Linked DNA regions of Hordeum vulgare: region 2 is linked to region 1. Evidence: chromatin contacts called from public Hi-C data. All regions are on one chromosome and are shown on one strand. Each heading gives the region's core, a stretch centred on a gene start, on an enhancer-like site or on the middle of the called end of the contact. The rest is flanking DNA. Distances are from core to core; before and after follow the strand shown.

Region 1 (4,977 bases), core at 1,399-3,898:
TCATACCAGACACTTGCAAGAAAAGACACATGTTTGGAAGTTTGACTGTCCATCAAGTTCTAAATTATTGAATCAGCAGAATCTATTGAATCAATGCACACTTAAACGATATCAAGTTGGAAAGGATAAAAGTGCCAAATAAATTGTATCTGTCCTCCCTAAGAGAAAACAGATATGAGCCATATGCCTATTAAACATGTAGTTTGTCCAAATTAGGTGTATTCCGATGGATGTGTAAACAAAAGGCTGAAGGGTTAAAGGAAAAAAACAACCAAAAAACCATCCTTGATTATACCAAAATTAAATAAAATACAACAAGATTACTCTCACAAGCTCCGTGATGGGCTCCCATCAGTGTGCCGTGCATTCTAGACCCCAAAGCAAATAAGAGATATATGGCCCAAATTGGTGAATGCTGCCTGAAGTCCTTCAAGAAAATCACTTGGAACTTGGGCCTTTAAACATAGCCTACATACACCTTGAATGATCTAACTCGTTTCAAACCAGGAGAAAAACAGTCTGAGACCCACAATGAGCATTGATCCTGGAACTACTTCAGGGGGCTGGCAGATGAGCAGATACTATGGTTCTAGGAGTGTTGAACAACATCTGGACTACTCAATGAATGACTGGTCAATTATCCTCGAGTCTTGATGCATGAATGGAATAATCATCGGTAAATCATACTCCCCCTGTCTGTTTATAGGCCATTTACTGTAGTGCTAAAGACAGAGTAAGTATGTACCATGTCCTTAGAACAAGTGTTTGCTCAATTTCCATGACAGGGGCATACAACACATTGAGGATAACAAAGCAGCAATGTTATCAGCGTAAGACGATTGATATATTATAGTGTTCTGCATTGAGATCCATGTGACGGAATAAAGCATTTCAGCAAGTAAATAAAGAACCAAACATGAATTGCCATGTAGTGATTGGCTGACAAGCTTCACCTTCCAGAACAAAAAAGAAGGAACATAAATCACAGCTATCGTATGGAAATAGCTACTACTATATCACCTGAAGCTCCATTTATTATTTGAACAGATGCTTCATAATCTGAGATTGAAATGGCACTGCCACCCAACACAACTGTGCAATTACAGCTGCCACATCAAGAAAGCTAAAAGGGGCATGCATTCACTAACTACAAAATTCTGTGGCAGCGCTGCAATTGACAACTTATATATAAAAAACAAAAAGGTAACACATACAAATCATGTCAGGATGGATGGAAATAATCAGACTTGTTCGATGCATGTGAGTATTGCTCCCATTGAAATCTCAATCTAAACAAGAAGCAGGCATCTTCCAATATCAAGCACAGGAGACAGAATAACACTCCACAATTCCATGAATGTCTGGGTCACCTTTTGCACAACTAACACTCAACAATTCCATTGAATTCATACACAAAAAATGGTGTACTATACTTGCAATAATAGCAACAGATGTTATGAACTTATGATACAACTGATACTGTATCCTCAGCATGAACAAACTAATTACCCACAAGAACAAGAAACAGATTACCTCCATAACAGATCAAGTAAACGACTGAAAGAATGAACCTGTTTTGCATAAGCTCAGTGCCGAGGGCTCGGGCTCCGTCTGGCAATGCCGACACCGCTAGAGAAGATGCCAGCGAAGGCCTGCAGGTTCTCGTCAGAGGGACTGGTGTGAATCTTCCTCGGGAATGGTAAGACACAAGGCCCGCAAAACATCACCCCGCCCATGTACGTGTTCTCATCCTCCCCCTCCTGATCGCTGGCATCGTCTTCGCGTTTGTTATTTGGCTTCACCGCAACCTGCTGGTTGTCTGATCCCTTATTGTTAGGCTTCACCGAGGTCTGCAGCTTCTTGGGCGTGAGCACCTTAGGAGAAGGTGGGGGTGTTGGGTGCGCGCGGTTGAGGACGCGCAGCACGCGGCCTGAGATGGGCGCCGTGGAGAGGCTGCTGATGGCAACGGCAGGGGGTAGGCCACTGAGAGAGACGGCGGGGGAGAGGCTGAGGGCGTGGGAGGCCGCCGGAGAGGGCGGCGCAGCGACCAGGCTAGCGGCCACATTGAGGAGTCCGTGGACGCGGCCGGAGGGGCGTCGGACGCCGACCGCGAACATGGCTGGGGACCCAACGGGGCGAGACAGGAGGCAGTTGTCGCCGAGGAGGAACCGCGCTGATCCGATCAGGGAGTCCCCGCCGATGTGCCAGGCCCCGTTCGGTGAGGCGTAGATCTCGACGGTGACGGCAGCGCGGGAATCCTCGGCGAGCGCGGCTTCGTGCACGCGGAAGAGGAACCGCTCGTGCCAAGCCGGATCGAGGCCGCCAGAGCGGTCGGGTTGCGTCTGGAGCCTGTGCGCCGTGTCAACCCACGCCACGGCGTACGCCTGCAACCGCCGCCGAAGTCCAGAAGGCGGCTTCAGCCCCTGCGCGGAGATGATGGTGACCTCCAGAAGCCGCTCGTCCTCCGGGAGCCCCAGTCCGGCCTCCTCGTCCGGCGCCTCCATCGCCGGCGAGCGGCGGCGCTAGGGTTTCTTGTTCGGGGAAGAGAGGGGTCGCGAAACGAGGCGGCGGCGAGATTTGAGGCTCACCCCCCTCTCCCCCTTCGGTCCTCTCCGTGGGTTTTTGAACGAACGGTGGATGCGAGCAGTATCGTGCGATCCGATGGTTATGAAGGAGTCCTGCCAACGGGTAGTGGTTGATTGGGAGTCTGAGCGCTGAGCGGGAGTCTGCCTCGGTTTGAGTCGGTCCGCATAAAAACCGACAAACCGAACATCGGACCAAAGCTAAAAATAAAAACCAAAATTTTATTTGTTGTCAATGATATAGAAAATTTTGGTTTTTGCTTGTACTGACCGAACGTAGTTCGGCTCTCGATTCGGTTAGTCGAAACAAAACCAAAGTCTCCGCGTACGTGTGACAAAAGATAGTAAGCCGACACAAAACTAACCTCAAACGAACGATGTTGTTCCATCTTCTTCTGTGCAGCGGCAGTCTCAAACACTTCGTTACGTTGATGGCCTCGATTTAGTTTTTTTATAGGCAAGGCCTCGATCATAGCTGGCCACTAGCTCATGTATCACGAACAAACTTGAACGTTGTAAAAGACCACAAGCTAGGACGTCACGTTATTTTACCATGGGCCCACCACATGCATGCATGCTAGCTCGTTGTGATTCCCACGAGGTGCTGCTGGTTTTCTTTAGTACCACCTTGACCAGCCACACAGCAGGAGGTCAATACTTAGGCTATATACACTAGAGGAATCAGCTTCCCGGTCACGGACGGGAAAGAAATTTGTCGTTTGCTGGTTGATGACCCCACTTTCAACACTGAAAGTCACGATAATGACCTTTTTTGCCATCTGCAAAGCAACGACGGACTACAAAAAACTTGGTCTTCGGTCTTCCTAGACAAGCACACGACAAAGCGGCTAGAGAGCGAAGCATAGCTGTCGGCCCCGTTAGGTGGCTAACGGCAGCCTTTGTCGTCAGCTAGCACGTGTCTGCCTTTGTCGTCAACGAGCCCTCGCCTTTGTCGTCTGCCAGCGGGCCTGCCTCCGCCAGCCCTTGCCCTTTGTCGTCTGCCAGCCCTGGCCTTTGTCGTCTTTGAGCGGACGACAAAATGACCAAATGGGTCATACCTGGTACTCCCAGGTTGCACATGTTGCTACCACGTGTGACCTGTGCCATCACCTGGCACACAACAAAGTGCCTATGTTACCCTTTTTATTTTGTTTTCTGTTATTTTCGTGCATTTTCACAGCACATATACGATATATGTTGGAAATATGCCCTAGAGGCAATAATAAATTAGTTATTATTATATTTCTTAGTTCATGATAATCGTTTATTATCCATGCTATAATTGTATTGATTGGAAACACAATACTTGTGTGGATACATAGACAAAACACTGTCCCTAGTAAGCCTCTAGTTGACTAGCTCGTTGATCAAAGATGGTCAAGGTTTCCTGGCCATAGGCAAGTGTTGTCACTTGATAACGGGATCACATCATTAGGAGAATCATGTGATGGACTAGACCCAAACTAATAGACGTAGCATGTTGATCGTGTCATTTTGTTGCTACTGTTTTCTGCGTGTCAAGTATTTATTCCTATGACCATGAGATCATATAACTCACTGACACCGGAGGAATGCCTTGTGTGTATCAAACGTCGCAACGTAACTGGGTGACTATAAAGATGCTCTACAGGTATCTCCGAAGGTGTTGGTTGAGTTAGTATGGATCAAGACTGGGATTTGTCACTCCGTATGACGGAGAGGTATCTCGGGGCCCACTCGGTAATACAACATCACACACAAGCCTTGCAAGCAATGTAACTTAGTGTAAGTTGCGGGATCTTGTATTACGGAACGAGTAAAGAGACTTGCCGGTAAACGAGATTGAAATAGGTATGCGGATACTGACGATCGAATCTCGGGCAAGTAACATACCGAAGGACAAAGGGAATGACATACGGGATTATACGAATCCTTGGCACTAAGGTTCAAACGATAAGATCTTCGTAGAATATGTAGGATCCAATATGGGCATCCAGGTCCCGCTATTGGATATTGACCGAGGAGTCTCTCGGGTCATGTCTACATAGTTCTCGAACCCGCAGGGTCTGCACACTTAAGGTTCGACGTTGTTTTATGCGTATTTGAGTTATATGGTTGGTTACCGAATGTTGTTCGGAGTCCCGGATGAGATCACGGACGTCACGAGGGTTTCCGGAATGGTCCGGAAACGAAGATTGATATATAGGATGACCTCATTTGGTTACCGGAAGGTTTTCGTGCATTACCGGAAAAGTTTCGGGCTCATCGGTAGTGTACCGGGAGTGCCGGGAGGGGTGCCGGGGACCATCGGGAGGGGTGTCACGCCCCAAGGGGTCTCATGGGCTATGGGAAGAGATAAACCAGCCCCTAGTGGGCTGGAATAAGTTCCCACTAAGGCCCATAAGGTTTGAGAAGG
Region 2 (4,977 bases), core at 1,665-4,164, 280 kb before region 1:
GGCGCCGAGATGCGGAGGGCGGCGGGGCGCGGAGGGGCGGCGGCCGGGGCGCGGAGGGGCGGCGGCCGGGGCGCGGGGGCGTCGGCCGAGATGCGGAGGGCGGCGGGGCAAGGAGGGCGACGGCCGGGGCGCGGAGGGGCGACGGCCGGGGCGCGGAGGGAGCGCGGGGCGGCGGCCGGAGCGCGGGGGGAGGCGGGGCGGCGGCCGGAGCGCGGGGGGGGCGGCGGCCGAGGCGACTTCCTCACGCGCGGGGGAACCAACTGCCTCCCGCGCGAGGTGGGAAGTGGAGTGCGGGTTGGGGGCAGTTTTTCCTCCCAACCCTCACTTCTACAGGCTGGGAAGGGGTTTGAGGGTTGGACCTCTAAATTTTTTTACGGGTTTAAGGGTTCTAGTCTACGCTGTTTTTCCGATGAAAATTGTAAAAAAAAGCCGGTTATTTTTAAAGGTTCGAGAGTTTGAGGGTTTTACTAGAGATGCTCTTACATCGGTGCCGTGAAGCACAACAAAGTAGTCGATTCAACTGGCCACAGGAGGGCCACAGTTGGAGCCCGGCAGGCTCAAGATGCCCATCCAAGCTAAACGCAAGATGAGGCGTCCAGAAAGGAAAACGACCCCACTAGTGTTTCACACTGCAGAAGCTCTATGTTTACCAACAATAGCAGGACTGTGTCTGACGCTTGCGCACACTGTACATCCATGTTCTCCGACCGGTACTCAACCCAAAACTGAACAAAAGCTTAGCAGGGCGTCAAAGGATCGAGCCAACGTTTCATCATCCGTGAGAGACCACAGGAACAGCAAGCGACACAAAAACACAATGGAAACCTGCATGTGCAGCACATCGGATCCTCAGGTTTGCGACGAAAAGGAGTATGCAAAACGGAGAAGATCACAGCCGATGCACACACAAAAACAGCACAAAACCAGCTTCGTCCGTATCACGGTGTGCGGCCGAGCGACAAACGCTCAAACAGCGACATCGGATCCACGGTGGGAGCCACGTGAACAATGAATGCCCCAAGCAGCGAAGCAGGGGCGCTGCTTGGCAGATAGATAGGCCTGCGGCGCTGCGGCCAGAGCGGAGCCCACCACATCAATGGCCTCTCTGGCTCACACTCGCAGGCTTGGCAGTGAAGAAGGATGGGCCAGCTGCAGCTCCCACAAGAGGAAACCTGGACGTTGGCCCATCACGGGGTACCCTCCTGCCAACAATATCAGGGAAGGAGAGAGGCACTGCTCACCGGTCAGAGCAACAGCTCTCAGTCGCTAGCTTGGTAGGGGTGCTACAATGGCGCTCTGGACCGGCCACCAGTGCGCATTGATACTTGATAGACAGACAGTATCGCAAGAACCAAAACACTGTATACAGTTTCCGTCGAGGCCCAAAGTGACAAGAAATTTGATAGCAACATCACAGAAAAGGCACTGGAAATTTTTACCTGTCAGAAATGTGTACATCATGTGAAACGAGAAATCGCATACAATCATCACAGGCAAGCAAGTGTGATTCACGGAACACTGCATTCCAAAATATTAGTCTCTTAACAACAGACAACTGCATCAATCATGGAAAAATAAATTAAATAGAGGTAGAGAGTGTATCATTCATCTTCCACAAGACGAGGATCACTGGTTTTTGTTGATTGCGGGCAAGTCAAAGGTACAGACCGATGCAAATTAGGTGGTAATATCCAGCCGAGGCTCAAAGCAAAAGCCAGTGAACAGCTGGAGAGGAAACTTTTTGCTCACAGGGCATTTTGCCGACCACTTCCATTGCCTCTGCTTCATGTCAAATCCAAGCAAAGCAGTTGCACCATAGCTTTGGATGTAGACAAGGTGGTCGGCGCCCCCGCTACAAAATACATCATCTAACTCGCCAAATCCTTGGAAGAATTTGTGAGGCATTCGACTCACCTCTTGCCATTGTGTCCTGTCAAGCTCCCATATACCGATTCCCTTGATGATATCAGGTCTATTGGGCTTTGCTATCCCGCCGACCATTACCAGCTTCTCTCTCAGGTTTAGTAGCCGCCCACACGTGAGAGAACACGGCACTGGGATTGATGATTGCGTTAATGAAGTTTCAGAAGGTCCGGCAACAAGGTCATACATGATAAGTCTGTGACGGGGCTCAACGTTGCCAAGAACACCAGTGGACTGGATCAAACAGTACAAGACTCCACCACAGATCACACTATCGTCACCCCCTCTCCAACCAATGAACACCTCCTTCACTGCAGTTACCCATGAACTACTCCATGAGTCGTACCTGTATAAAGAGAACTCCCATTGGACATAATCCTCAGGTACCTGCTTCGATTTTGCCAATGTAACAGTGTAATTGTGAGTCACCTGATCTACTTTTATGGCAACAGTGCTGTAATCTGGAAACTTTGCACCTGGGGGCTCCAACAGCCTCTTCCAATCTTTTGTAATAGGGTTAGATACAGAAATGATGTTTCTGTTGTCATTATCCATGAAGCAAACTAGCCCACAAGAAGAAGAGACGAAACAGCTGCTCTTGTCAATGCCTTGAAGCTCTAAATCATACCATTTATGGAGGATGGGGTCATAAGCATATCCAGAAGCAGTCTCGTTACAGGTGAACATGAAGTACCAGGGCCTCTGAGGCAACATGTGGGTCCAAAGATACCGGCTTGAGTAGATAATATCATGCCATCTCTTGCACACTGCTGTTGACCTTATCATGCTTGCTATTGGCAAGAAGGTGAAAATTTTCTCAAGAATATCACCAGGAACAACAGCATCCAATGAAACTGGCAGCTCATTTTCTCCATTGCTAGCCTCTGAAATAACTCGAAAGTTGAATGCAGGAACTCTGATGCGCTCAATTGGAAGAGCTTCCCATGACGAATCATCTTCCATGATACAAAAATGCAGGTAGAGCGATGGCCTGAAAAAAAGGACAGGCAAGTCCTAAGTTCTTACACAGATAGTTGCAAATATTTTGCCTTATATTCAAATATTCTTATTTTCCAAGCAGCTCATTCTCCTAATACTATTCTTTATAAGCAAAGAGAGACTAACCTAATCAGAATAATATAGGATTCCAATAAATCCTCTAATAATGCCACACTCCATGGCAAAAGGCAAAGTCTTTCCCAAAAATGTTCCAAAACCATATATGAATTGGAAGTTACTCTAAAACTATCGGGCAAGTACTGTGTATGCCACCAATATAAAAGCTTCTACAGGAACCATACATGGCATCTAAAACTGTTACGCTACAAATGCAGGCCAACTATGTCTGTTAATACTATGGCGAACACTGAACAAAAACGGAAATGATATATACTTTTCGAGTTATCTGGAGACATTTTGTTACTTTTGTCAGATGGAACATGGCACATGTCAAACGCAACATTTCCATGCCCCTTGAGATCAAAACAAATGTTTGAATCGAAGCCCAGCAGGATTTTCCATGAATCCTACATGTATACCCAGGAGGACCCCTAGCAGGATAGCACCATAGCATGAACATCGATACCTACCACCAACAGCTTGTTGCGCCTGTCTGTGCTACTATGGATGTCTCCCTCCCAATCACTGTGGTATCATTGCCCCAACACAAATAGTGGGGGAGGAGGCCTGGTTGGCCTCCCCACCATTGGAAAGAAGCAAAGTACAGACATGACCTTTGCGTCGTAAGGGTAAGGAGCAGGTACAGAATGTAAGCTAGAAATCCAGGGAGATCTCTGTCCCCAACCAACCCGCTGACCCCCTTCCAATCAAATCCAACCATTCTCTGGCCCTGATGCCATTGGCCCCCGATGTAAATAAAATCATATGATCCATGCACAGCAGCGTATTCGCGGATACGGACGATTTCCGCAGAGATGCGGCAGTCCGACCAAGTAGATATCACCCCCCTCCCCCCCAAACCGGCAAAGGCAGCAAAGATATATACAGATTGAAATAGAATGGGAAAGAAACAAAAAGGCGCAGCACATACCTAGAATCCGACGGATCAGATCGACATCATCTGCCTATCGCTGTTCTTGCGAATGCCGTCCGGAAGCAATGTGCGGCGATTTGGGCGGGGTACTCCAATCCACACGCCACGGGGAGGGGAACGAATCCGGAATGTCCCCCGAGTTTCGCCCACTTCGGGATTGAGGGGGTGGAGGGTGGGTGCGGCGATGGGTTTATTGTTTGTTTACAGATTGAGCGGGTGGGAGTGGAAGAAGGAGGCGGAGAGATGTGTGGTGCCGTGGGCGTGGCGGCGGCTCTGCCTCTGCCCAGCATGCGGCTGTGCGCTATAATCAAATGAATCTACTGGCTGGGGCTGGGCTTTGATTGTTTTGTGTTTGGGGGGCTCTGTTTATATATACAAGTGCGGCCGAGGAGGAGGCAGAATCGATAAAATTGACCCCTAAACGAAATAAATTCACAGACTGGACTATGTTTAATTTTTCCCACTCAACTGACCATTTTGTGTGGCGCTCAACAACCGGGCGTCACACTACACTATGTAACGTCTAGCTTATGGGCATTACTCTTCTGGCCAACGTGGCATCCGGGGCCACATTCCTGGTTGTGTGGCGCCTAAGAGTAAGGAGTCACACTACATTGTGTGACGCGTGACTGAAAGGAGTCACACTACCTTATATTAAAACTGATGTAACTTTTAATCCGTACATCCGATGAAAACGTGTTTTATATGAATATTGTGTAATTTTTTTGTGTTCTACGCAATGGTGACATTTTCAACTATCTAGGATATTTTTTTAAATGAAAAATCTGTTACAAAAATACATCATAGTATAACTAAACAAATTTGTTAAGATTTATAAACTTGGCATGATGACAGCCATTGACCTATAACTCTTATACATTTGAATCCTACATGAGTTTTGCACTATATAATGTGTACGTTCACGTCATGCCTATGCTTTCCATGTTAGTCATATTTAACATGTTCATGTCTTGCATCTAAGTGACTAACATAATATAAAT

The links. A called contact is a pair of places that touch in the nucleus more often than the background predicts.
Region 2: a Hi-C map of seedling shows a contact between it and region 1, with 2.6 times the contacts expected there. The contact joins the promoter of LOC123444015 here to the promoter of LOC123444014 in region 1. A contact is called at or near these places in 1 of 6 Hi-C or Micro-C datasets (seedling) and 1 of 1 datasets of contacts at active chromatin or transcription factors (embryo).

The regions. Positions count from the first base shown.
Region 1 is chr3H:408,736,519-408,741,495 of MorexV3_pseudomolecules_assembly, reverse strand. LOC123444014 reads right to left here and starts at 2,648. Exons shown (of 3, transcript XR_006630928.1): 1 at 1,572-2,648.
Region 2 is chr3H:409,016,153-409,021,129 of MorexV3_pseudomolecules_assembly, reverse strand. LOC123444015 (F-box/kelch-repeat protein At3g61590) reads right to left here and starts at 2,914. Exons shown (of 1, transcript XM_045120609.1): 1 at 1,505-2,914. The coding sequence starts at 2,886. The coding sequence ends at 1,678.